Regions from separate parts of the Mus musculus genome. Here region 2 is linked to region 1. Evidence: chromatin contacts called from public HiChIP or PLAC-seq data. All regions are on one chromosome and are shown on one strand. Each heading gives the region's core, a stretch centred on a gene start, on an enhancer-like site or on the middle of the called end of the contact. The rest is flanking DNA. Distances are from core to core; before and after follow the strand shown.

Evidence for each region. HiChIP or PLAC-seq counts read pairs in DNA pulled down with a chosen protein or histone mark.
Region 2: an H3K27ac HiChIP or PLAC-seq map of microglia shows a contact between it and region 1, with 4 times the contacts expected there. The contact joins two enhancer-like sites. A contact is called at or near these places in 1 of 115 datasets of contacts at active chromatin or transcription factors (microglia) and 1 of 9 other capture datasets (embryonic stem cells).

Annotation. Positions count from the first base shown.
Region 1 is chr3:84,880,976-84,886,874 of GRCm38.p6, forward strand. The region is part of intron 3 of Fbxw7 (F-box and WD-40 domain protein 7); the gene reads left to right. Among named protein-coding and RNA genes, the nearest start is that of Gm40080, 5.5 kb to the left of the region's middle. Within about 2 kb of position 3,011, at least 56 of the 459 cell types and tissues checked have an H3K27ac peak or open chromatin away from gene starts, as enhancers often do. A contact at or near this core is called in microglia, where this site is marked.
Region 2 is chr3:85,588,740-85,594,638 of GRCm38.p6, forward strand. All of the region lies in intron 2 of Gatb (glutamyl-tRNA(Gln) amidotransferase, subunit B), which reads left to right. It overlaps Gm46809 (a long non-coding RNA gene), which reads left to right. Exons shown (of 2, transcript XR_001783869.2): 2 at 1-1,087. Among named protein-coding and RNA genes, the nearest start is that of Gm46809, 16 kb to the left of the region's middle. Within about 2 kb of position 3,557, at least 19 of the 459 cell types and tissues checked have an H3K27ac peak or open chromatin away from gene starts, as enhancers often do. A contact at or near this core is called in microglia, where this site is marked.

The sequences.
Region 1 (5,899 bases), core at 1,761-4,260:
AATAAAGTTGACTTCAATATTTAAATCTATTGATTACATATACTTCCCTCATCCAATCTAAATCATAACTTTGATGATATAAATCCTTAAAAAGTAAATCATTAAGATATATACTTCAAAAGTACCATTTGTGTTGCTATAAACTGGAATCACTTAATCAAGAAATAAGAGAGAAAGAAGCGTGTAGCACTTCAGAACACACGAGGGGCAGCAGCCTGAAGAGAAGACGTACCCACGCACCAAACATTCCCAGCTCACCTGCCTGCCCAGATTGCATCCTGTCCACTGCACAGGATTTCCTTTGCCTTGGAACTGTCATTCATACCATTTTCTGTCAAGTTAAGCCCTCTTCTCTAACATTTTGAATCAGCTTCTGGGTTAGGGATTAAGGTTAGTAACTATTCCCAAACTCCATCTTTCTTTTTCATTGCTTACATTTACATGATTTAACTTCTCAAAGCCTCACTATAAGGCATACGTCTTTTCTGTTAAAAATTTTATATGTATACATATATAAAATATAATAAATATATAGTATAATATATATGTTTGTATGTACATATATATGTATGTATATTTCTTTTGGGGGGCATGGTTTCTTTGTTAGTGGTGTGGTCTTCTTTTTTGTTTCTTGAGATCTCACAGTGTGACCCTGTATAATCCTGCAACTGCTATATAGACCAGCTAGCCTTGAACTCAGAGATCCACCTGTATCTGTCTCCCAGTGCTGGCATGAATGACATGAAACACACCACATCTGGTCTCTGCAAAAAAATTAATGTGGAATAAGCAAACATATATCTTTCTTACAGAAAAATAAATATGTATCAGTAATTAAAAGCAATTTCCACTCTGGATAAAAACACTAATAAAAATCAAAACTACAATCTGCACAGAATAAAATGTTTATAAACAACTAGAACTCATCCTACTAAACTAACTCTTAACTAAGATGACTGGAGTTTTCAGAACTGGGTACTTGTCAACATGGGTGATGTGCCAGTATCAAAACTCAGGTTTTTTGTAACTCCTTTCTTTTCCCATATCATTTACAAACTAATGACATCAGTTCCTTTGAATATCTTCCCCACACCAGAAACTAGACCCACCAACCGTTCATTCCCCTTCTGCTCAAAAGCTCTACCTCCTTAACCTCAGTCACTCTGCTATGCACAAGTCTATGACTTAAATGCCAAGACAGACCAGGGTGAATGGTGAAGTCTCACAAAGAGGAGAGAATTTGTACCAATTTGACTATTCAGATTTAATTTTTTTAATTTGATTTTCTTTTCATTTCTTTGATTTTTGTTTTTAATGAAACCCTAATAATAGAATGAAATGTTAGAAAAGCAAAAATCAGTATTAAAGTGTACATTGAGAAAAAGCTGTAGTGTCCTGACTCCCAACCTCTGAGTAACTAAGGACTTTCAAGTTGCTCCTAAAGTTAACCTGGATACAAGGCACATGTTAAAGGGTGCCTCTTTGGGTGGCTTAGCTTACACAGAAGCAACAAATGCAGACCTTAGATTCTAGAGGATGCCACTTACTGCTCTTAACATGTGCCCATGGAAGCCACTTCCCAATTCTTCTTGCCAACTCAGTATTATATATGTGTAGAGGAAATTTATCATAACATCCAGAGTAACTGTGTGAATTGAACACAAGACAACACACACACAAAACAAACAAACAAGAACTAGTCATGTCTGAAGCTGGAAGTAAAGTGTCACGGCTCTGACTCGGCTCCTTTCCCTTAAACACTGTTTTTGCACCCACTGCCAATTCGTGAATTCAGCTCCGCAACACTTAGCTCCTTGTCTCCAGTACTCGTCCCTGCAAAGCTGCTGCTTTTGGCTTCCCTGCCCTGCATGCCTTCCCCAGGCTCTCCACTCTGCTCTCACCGTATCCGCTGCCACCAACACGGCTGATTCTTAAAACTCAACGAGATGAGCCATCCCATGGGAGCAAGGGCACTGCTTCCAGGGCAGATTCCTAGAACTTGTGGCAAAAACAAAACCACTGGCTCCTTCTCCACTGCTGTCTTCCGAGATGGCTCGCACACTCCCCACTCCAAAGCCATTAAAGGGCGCTTAAGAACCTCAAGCAGCATCAGCCACACCTGTGCTCTTCAGTGTTGGCTTTCCTAAAGGGCCCAGCAGCTGCTCCAGGGCAGTTTTTGCCTTTTCTGTTTCAGTAATTCCAGTTGCACCGGAATTTAACTGTAACCTAACAAAGTAAGTGACAAGAATGGCATATGAATCGCCCTCGTAGCAGACATCTACAGTGGTTGGATAAAATGAAAACCATTTGCTTATTCTATCTCAACACCATCAACAGTCTGAAGCACGATTTTACATTTTACAAAACGGATTCTTTACAAAAACAATCCTTAAGAAAAGGAAAACTTGCATGCAACATGCAGAACAAGTTAAGAATGACAGTGTGTTCTCAGAACCAATGGCTCTCAAAAGAACCCAGGGCTTGAGAGATGGCTCAGCAGTTAAGAGCATATACTACTCTAGCAAAGGACCTGAGTTCAACATCTGGCATCCATGCGAGGCTGCTTAGTGGGATCCAACATTCTCTTTTGGCCGCTGTAGACACTGCACGTATGCAGCGTAGACTCAACTCATACACATAAGTTTTTTTTTTTTTTTTTAAACAAAATAAAGATGCCTGTATCCCATTACACAGCTTTTGCCAGTGGTTACTAATATAGCGTGAATGTGTGTACGCAGATGTGCATGTGTGTGTAGGCACACCTAACTCTGCACGTGCATCTGGAGGCCAGAGAACAACCTGAGCTGTTGTATCTCCTCAGACACAGCAACAGCCTACCTTGTCTTTAACACGGGGTCTCTGGCTGGACCTGACTAGATGGCCGGTAAACACCAGGAATCTTCTTGTCTTCTTCCCAGTGCTGGGAGCTGCCCCTGGCCTGCCCGTGGGTACCGGGCATCGGCGTCAGGAACACATGCTTGAACACCAAGCACGTGACAGGCTGAGCTATCTCTGCAGCTCTAGTTTTTACTTCCCCCTCCTTTCTGAGTGAGGCACGTGATCCCTGAAGCACTACTCCAAAGGAGGACATGCGGTGAGATATGTTTACAAGACAAATTACCATGTGACTGCTGAATAAGAGGGTCAGCATGTCACCTCATTCCAGTCGCTGTGATAAAACGCCCTTAACAAAAGCAACTTTTTGTTAAGAGAAAGGGCTGATTTTGGCTCACAGTTGATGATGGGCTGTCATGAGGGGACCCTCCAGTGACATTCAGGTTACATTCTTGCTGCCCAGCAATGCTTCCCCTTTCTGTTCAGTTCAGGACCCAGCCTGTAAAGGAATGCTACTTCCTAATTTTAGGGTGGGTCTTTAGAGCCTAAGTTATCAGTTAACCTAATTGAGGAGACAGGTACAGGCAAGGGCAAAATCTGCTTTCCTGGGTGGTTGTAGGTCCTGTTAATTTGACAGTATTAACACTTTCCAAATGCTAGTGGAATCAGATTTTCCAGACATGGTATTATGTACACATACTGGTGTGTCCCTGCATCTTTGTGTGCACATACACGTAGAGGTCAGAGGTCGGCCTCTGAAGTTATTCCTCACACACTGTCCACCTTGTTTTGTTTTTGTGACAAGTGAGCTCCAGGGACCTTCCTTCTGTCTCCTGCTGGGAGACTTAAATTTCCAAATAGGTTTTAAGATCAGAAGCACTAGTCGGGTCTTGGGGTCTGGGCATTGAGCACAGGTCCTCCTGCGTGGCAAGCACTTTACTGGTTGCTGTCTCCAGCCCTACTTCTTAGTAAGTTAGAAAAGTCTTCTGTTTATTTACAAGCACAAGTAGAAATGATTTTCTGACACCTTACAGTTTGAATGCCTATAGGCTCTCATAATAGCCCCCCTCCCTCACTGGTTGAGTAGTGAATAAGGAGGTGTGTTAAAGTAAATTAACTGACTTGAAGATGAATGGGAATATTGTGCCAGGTAGTTTTCAGTAGACACATTAGGACAGACATCACCCATTTTACAGGCGATATGCTCTATCAGTTTCTGTATCTCATTCTTACCCTTGTTATCCGGCTCCCTTAGCTCTTGCCTGCCATCTGAGGGAATTTCAAATGGGTTTACAGAAGAGCTGAGCAAGCAGTTTATTACAGTAAAAGTTCCTCCAGACAGCTAGGAGAGGGCTGACAAGAGGGATGGCCCACAGCTCTCAGGCTATGAGGTTTGCCTCTCCCCCCACCCCCACCCCCCATGTCCTCTACTTATGTCCCCTTCCTCCCACCCCTTTTCCTCTCCCCTCCTTGAGCCAGGGTTCTATAAAACAGGTTGTTTTTATCTTCTCCCAGTGTGTGCACTCATTGCTAAGTTGCTTGTGATCTGGTGTCCTGATGATAGGATCACATGACTGTTTGTCAGCTCTGATCTCCTGATGCCACAGAGCTGAGATTAAACAATGCAGCTTTACCCCCTGACCCCTTCCACCACTGTTGACTGTGACTTCTACCCATGCAGTAACAACTTGGAATAAAAGTAACTCAGATAACATTGACCTGATGAAGCTGTGGGGGAGTCCTTGTCAGAATGACAGATCTCATCATCGTTTGCATTTTGCTGTCATCTTTTCTTGAGCAGTGGCTTTAAAGTGGTGATCAGGTGATTCTATTCCTAGGCAGCTTAGCTCAAGCAAATTTAACTTTCTCTGAAGCAGTATAAATTCCACCAAAGACACAAAGAATTCTTATAAAGCTCCAAGGTAAAATTCCAGGGGACAGTGAAGCTTCAACAACAAGTGAATTGAAGAAAAATCCTTGTTCTAGCATGCCTCTCATTTGCCTTCTAAAAAGAAACAGAAGAATGGGGAAGAGTCTACTAAAAACTGAAGAAGTATACATATGTAAAGCTCAGAGAATGTCAGTCAGGATAAATACAAGTAAACTCACTCTCAGACTCAGCACACAGTAACTGCAGATCAGTCAGCCTAAAGAAACTATTTAAACTACAACTGGAGAGCAGAAGTAATTTACCTAAAAGAACTAGGTATTTCACTGCATTGTGAGTAGAAATAGTGGAAGCCTGATGATGGTAAGTTCAGCTTGCTGAGAAGGGTGGCCAAATGAAGACCTGCTGTGGAGGCAGGGAGGCTATCTTAGTTAGGGTTTCTATTCCTGCACAAACATCATGACCAAGAAGCAAGTTGGGGAGGAAAGGGCTTATTCGGCTTACACTTCCATACTCCTGTTCATTACCAAGGAGGTCAGGACTCGAACTCAAGCAGGTCAGAAAGCAGGAGCTGATGCAGAGGCCATGGAGGGATGTTCTTTACTGGCTTGATTCCCCTGGCTTGCTCAGCCTGCTCTCTTAAAGAACAAAGACTACCAGCCCAGAGATGGTCTCACCCACAAGGGGCCTTTCCCCCTTGATCACTAATTGAGAAAAAGCCTTACAGCTGGATTTCATGGAGGCATTTCCCCAACTGAAGCTCCTTTCTCTGTGATAACTCCAGCTGTGTCAGGTTGACACAAAACTAGCCAGTACAGAGGCTGATGTGTAGATTCCGTCTGTATTGGCTTTTACCCCTCATGTGACTGCTGCTTACTATACCAGAGGTGTCAGAGGAGGAGTCTTCATGCTGGGTTACCTGAGCCAAAGGATGGCAGCTCCTGCACAGACTACAGTGTCTCTGGAAAGCACTGCTCTTTACAGTCTGCCTGCCAGTCTAGTTTTGCAGCATTTGGTGTTTGGTTACCACGGGTTTGTGTAGGATTTGTGTCTTAGCAGAAAAAAAGCAAAGGGAAGCTGTGGGAGTCAGGCACAGCAACCCCCAGATTACACGGTTCCTTACAGTGTTCTTCCCTTATACCTCCATTGTAAGAGGGCTGTCTGTAAAGTGGGAGT
Region 2 (5,899 bases), core at 2,307-4,806, 710 kb after region 1:
GCTTGTTTGAGAGCAGCCCATTAATCCTTAGGGGTGGCTCCTGCTAAAACAGAACTCAAGCTAAGACGTGACTGAGGTGGAAACTGCACACAGGCCTTTGGGGACACTTTAGATATAAACTGTAGCAGTGGCCTTTCTTATCTCACCCTTAGTGAGTCAGTCCCTTAAGTGCTATATAGAAATGATGTCACCTCCTTCCTCGGAACTGAGTGGAGCAGCTGCTCTGGTGTTTGCAGCAGTGAAGATTTGGAGTTCATTTTCTCCTCTGTCCTCACCCTGAGAACCTGGAGGGACCCTGTCAGCTTTGTTCAGATGACTCCTGGGTCTATAGAGCCCAAGGCACCTCAGGGTTTCAGGAGTCGGCTCCTTTATGGCCATACCCTACTCTGGGCAACAGCCTGGGCCCCTCAGGTTCAGTTTTTAGCAAGAAACTGTAGGTATTGTATCTAGGAAAGGCTTTTGTCTCATTTTCATATTCTATATTCCATATTAGGGTTAGGGTTATTGATTTCTCTTTCTCTTAGAATATGTCCTCCAACAAGAGACAGGTTCTGAACTGTTTTAGGTTAACTTTGTCTACACAGCACAAAATGTCTAATAGTAGAAACAGAGGTAAGGGTGTATAGAAAATAAAATATGGGCATATTACCAGAGATGCTGGGAGTGCAAAGCTTAAGGGTCTTCTGGTGATATAAATATGTAATAGGTGAAAAAAAGCTGATAGTGTTTTGTGTACATGTCTGACACTTTGGTAGCTCACACAGGCTTTGTTCTGTTGATTTATGCGGAGGCCTGTCATAAAATGCAGCCCGAGGCCATGCTGCTGGGCGCCTCTGCTTTCCCAGAGGCAGTTCCAGAACTAAAACCTTGTTGCAGACCTGGGAAGCACTTCCATGCCAGTGTATGGCCGGTCTTGGTGGTTGCTATTGAGCTTCTTCTGTGACCTTGGGGTGCAGCGGTGGGGTGGTGGGCATGGGGGCAGTGAGTTGTTCTAGGTAGATTTTATAGGAACTAGCAAGAGTGTCCTAGAAGATTAACACAAATTATCTTCCCTCTGAGCGGTGAGAACTGCAGTCAGGTGGAGAGAAACGAATCAGCCTCATTTTTGATGACTGCTTTATTGATACTTTTACTTTATATGTAGCCAGATGTCTTCCAATAATTTCTGTCCAGTCGACCTCTGCTTCCTCAGAGTGCATGCCTCCTTCCCACTGTATGGAAGAAGCTGCGTCTATCAACAGACTGTCACGTGGCTCCAATCATGTGGCTGTGTGCCACTCATCCAGAGGAGCTCCTTCCGGCTCAGTCCTGAAGAGTCAGACTTGGACCCTGCGATGGGAATGCTGCTTCTCCACAGCCATTCCACATGTGAGCAGCTCAGTTCTCCTCACCACTTGTCAGAATGGTGTCTCCTTGGGGAACAGAAAAGGCCTAGTATATGGAGACAGGGGACAAGGGAGTGGAGGCTACATGAGCTCTTGAGGAATGTGAGAGCTCATGTGGCTGTTTAGCTTCTGTCATATTTGGAAGGAGCTGTGAGGCACTGGGGCGGGCTCTGTGGAATTCCTTGTTCATGTCATGAGGATGTACTTGTGTCCTGTCCAAGTCCTCTGGACAGGCCCTTCTATGGTGAACAGTTAGGAGCATTCAGCTCCATGTCTAGCACTTAGGGTCAGGGGGAGATCTGACTGCCTGCTCTGCTACGACATCTTGGGGAAGGCTTTCTCTCATCTTTTTTTAGAATCTTGGCAAAGCTAGGAAGTCATTGTGCCTTGGCATCTAGAGATGGCAAATCTAGGCTGGATGATTCTGGCAGAGTTAGGTATTCAGGCTGTGCTCCTCAAAGAGCATTCTGTTCCTCATGGCAGAGAGTTCTTGCTAGTGAGCTTGTTGCCTCTCAGCCTTCCACATCCAGTCACGTCCCTTGAGAAAAGACTCAAGCTGGCAGGAACAATAGGTAGAAATGAAAATACACTAGTGTTTCTAGGAGCCTTAAAATGTTCCCTTCTAAATTTTGATGTTTGAATCTCCTTTCACAGGAGATTCAAGCAAGAATCATAACCAAGGGTTCTTCTCTTTCATGCTCTGCAGCCTCCTTATGAGACCTAGACGAGTGAGAATCTGTGATTGTCAGACTCGTGCCATCACAGAGCGAAAGGTCAGGGGCAGCAACCCCACTTGGTAGGTGAGGCAGCTGGGGATTGACCCAATGATATAGGGAGGCCAGCAACCTACCTAAAATTATGGGTGAGAGGTGCCTTTCTACCAATCTTAGTGTAAAGCACCAGGCTGCGCTGCTTTCTGCAGTATTTGCTAATTGTTCACTTCCAGCAAAATACAACCAGGGACCTTTTCTTTACAGCTTTTGTAAACCTTTAGAATGCCTGGAGCCAGCCACTACCTTTGTTTGTTTATCACAGTCAGCTAGCCAGCCTATTTACCTTACTCCTTCCAGTTTACATCTGTGCAGAGAAATCCATGTCCGTGAAAGCACTTCCTGGCCTCTCACATGGCACATAGATTTCATTTGATATTATTATAGTATTCAGTTCTTGACTTTTCATCTTTAAAATATAAGTACTTTCATTTTATCATGGCCAATATGATGGTGGTACTAATACCTACCACTCCCCTGAAGTAACTTAGATGGCACAGTAACCTGAGTAATAGTTAAAACTAAAATTTCACCTAACCCCTTTCTTTCAGAAAAGCACAGATTGGAAAGTGTACACACATATTTACCCAGCAAGACAAGAGAATGCAAGTATCAGTAAAAAGTAAGGTCACTTATAGCATTTAGGGAAGCTAAATGTATTTTCTTTCTTTTTAAAAAAGTTGTTGTTTTGTTTTAATTATGTATGTTCTTTTGTATTTGTAGGAATATATTCACAAGAATACAGGTGCCCTTGGAGGCCAGAGGCGTGGGGGGGGGGTACAAGTGCTGGGGGGGTATGCGTCTCTTTACATTGTTATTAGGAGCAGAATTCAGGTCCTCTGCAAGAGCAGTACATACTCTTAATGGCTGAGCCAGCTTTCCAACTCTGTAAGTGTGTTTTCCACTAAAAAAGATATAACTGGTAAAGTAGAGAGAGGGGTGGGGTGGGGGGGAGTAGTGGGGGTAGGGTGGGGTCAATCCAACTGTATATGCAAGAATGAGTATTAGGTAAAATATGTTTTAAAAGAACATTTTTATATTCTTAAAAATACACATGGCTACTTATATGTAGAATTTTTATGTTCTATATAGATGTTATAGAATTCTCTGTTCACAGACTCTTTTTGTTCCATTTTACTGAGGATTGATTGCACCATACTTTATCACCTATATAGGGGTCTCAAAATATCCTATAACTTAATTGAATCCGTGACATAGAAAGATTTAGGTCAATACAGTTAGTATATAGGATGCTTTCATTTCTAAAACTTATTTTTAGCAACGGTGCATAGAAGCTTCAGATGCCCTTGTGATTTACAAACAGCCTCCCCTCCCCCAGCTCTCTGTCCTTCTCTGTTCTGTGTGGGAGTCTTATCACACCTCACCATGCCTCGCCCCTACAGTTTTATTTAGAAATCATTCACATTCGTAGAAGGACTGAGAGAACAGTACAGGGAAAATTCTCCTTGCCCTTAGGCTGCCCCCCTTAGATGAGCCATTTGAGAATAAGTTACAGATAGCATAGGACTTTATTTCTAAATATTTCAGCATTTATCACCTAAGAACAACAAAAAACATTCTCATATATGGATCCCTGTTAATGTCGCACTCAGAAAAACTAACCTTGACACAGTGCCATTATTTGGCACAGTTCATTTTCAAGTGTATCTTTTGTTTTCTCATTCCAGAATCTAGTCAAAGATTGTACATTGTATTTGGTTGTCAATTTCTATAATTCTATGTTTTTTCTTTCTCCCCTCTTCACTCCTTTGCCTTCTTTCATTTTTTTCTTCAGAAATTCATATTTTAAAAAACATTTCCAGGCCAGCAATTTTATCTTATCATGTACTGTTTATGATTAGTGCAGATTATTGCCCACTGAGAGCGTGGTATATGTGCACACACACACACATTTTGACAACTGAGAGCTTGGTATGCGCGCGCACACATTTTGCTTCCCCTTTAAGTGTCCATGAGTTTTTGTGTCTCCCCAGGAAGTGTCCGAAGCATCCAGCTTCTTCTTTTCAATTAGAGTTTAGCTGGTTCAAGTCAGTTGTTTCTTTCTCAGCCATAATCAAATCTTCCAGCTTTATACTGATCTAATCTGTGTATGGAAGAAAGCAAATGTTGACTTGAATATTTAGGGTATGTCACTCCTCAGATTAGAGTTTCTTATCACCCTCTGGCTGTGCTTGAAGTTTTGGCAATGTGACATAGTCTGTTATTCCATGCACTCTCTCTAGGTGTAGAGTCTCATTTGTAAACTTGAGGACAAGTCAGAAAAGTTAATATTTTGTGTGGGGCCACATGTGAAGTGAGGAGGTTTGCACATTTAAGTCTTTTTCCATGTAAATACTCCTTAAAAGTTTTAAGTTAGGATAATAAGAAAGACAGATTTTCAGAAATTAAATAGGGAGAAATATTTCTACATTAAAGATCTTGGCCCTATCTCAACATTTGTCAAAAAGAACAGTTTATTTTTATTTTTAATTTGATTGGTTGGCTGGTTTTGTCATTCCCCCTTGAATCTTAATGTGTCTTTGCCATTTCTTCATGAGCTCATTGAATTTTAGGACCAGCTACTAACTTAGAAGATAGGAAATCACAGATGTGTGGCCACAGTTGGGCAGTGTGGGAGAAGGTGGGAACACATGTTCAGCTTGTTAGAAATTCATTTCCTTGAGGATGGAAGCTTTCCCCATCCACAGGTGAGCATACAGTGTTGTGCGAGAAAATGCTGCTTCGCCATAACAACAGAAAATACGGCACTGGGCCCTTCCTACTGCATTAAGAAATACAGTGTCTGTTCTGCGGAGAGAGCGTAGAGAGCATCACAAACGGTGCTGTCATTGCTTAAGGGGAAGTAGTACGTTGACATAATATATAATTGTGACCCCCTCATATACCTTGCTGTGGGTTGTGAATCCAGGCTAAAAGCTCTCTGGAGCTGTCTGAACCTTTTCCCATTACCCCCTGGGTATCCTTTAAAAGCAAGCTTGCAAGCAAAGGATCCTCCTGATGCATGCGTTGCCTTTATTAATACTCTCTCTCTAAAGCCAGGATTCCCGGTTATCTACCAATGGCTTTCATTTCACTGTATGGAACAGTCTTGCAAAATAAAGATTCTTCCCTTAGCAGATAAGGAAGCAGACTTGGAGAAGTCAGGTGACTGGGAAAGGCCATAAATAAAGCAATAGCACAGTGAGAGCAAGGTTCAAATCCAGGTTGCTCTGACTCAGTTTACCTTGTGTCTCGGGCTCTGGAAAAGTCTGCTTTGAGATCCGGTTCATTGTCAGAGGGTAATACCAGATTAGTAACTGCTGAAGACCCGAGAAAACAGGAAGAAACCAGTTACCCTGCATACCCAGTTTTGTGTTTTACTGGTTGCTAGTCACTCTGACTTTCCCATCTAACTGGGATAACTGGCCAAGAATGAGACTAAACCAACAACTTCCAGTGCCAACATGAAAGCAAAATAACCAGACAATGTTGTGAGAGAACTCTTATTTTTTATTTTTTATTATTAAATTTACTTATTCTCTTTACAACCCAGTATCAGCCCTTCCTCTCGTCCCAGTACTTTCTCATTTTTTTTTCTTTTAAACCCAAGTGGGGTCAGTCTCCCCACTTGACCCCAGGATTGCTTTTCGTTGCTTAAATCCTCAGAGATTAATCTCAGACTTCAGTATCCTGTAACTCAGGAAAGAGCAGGAGAGTCTGCTCCAGTGCCTACAGCTAGGCTTG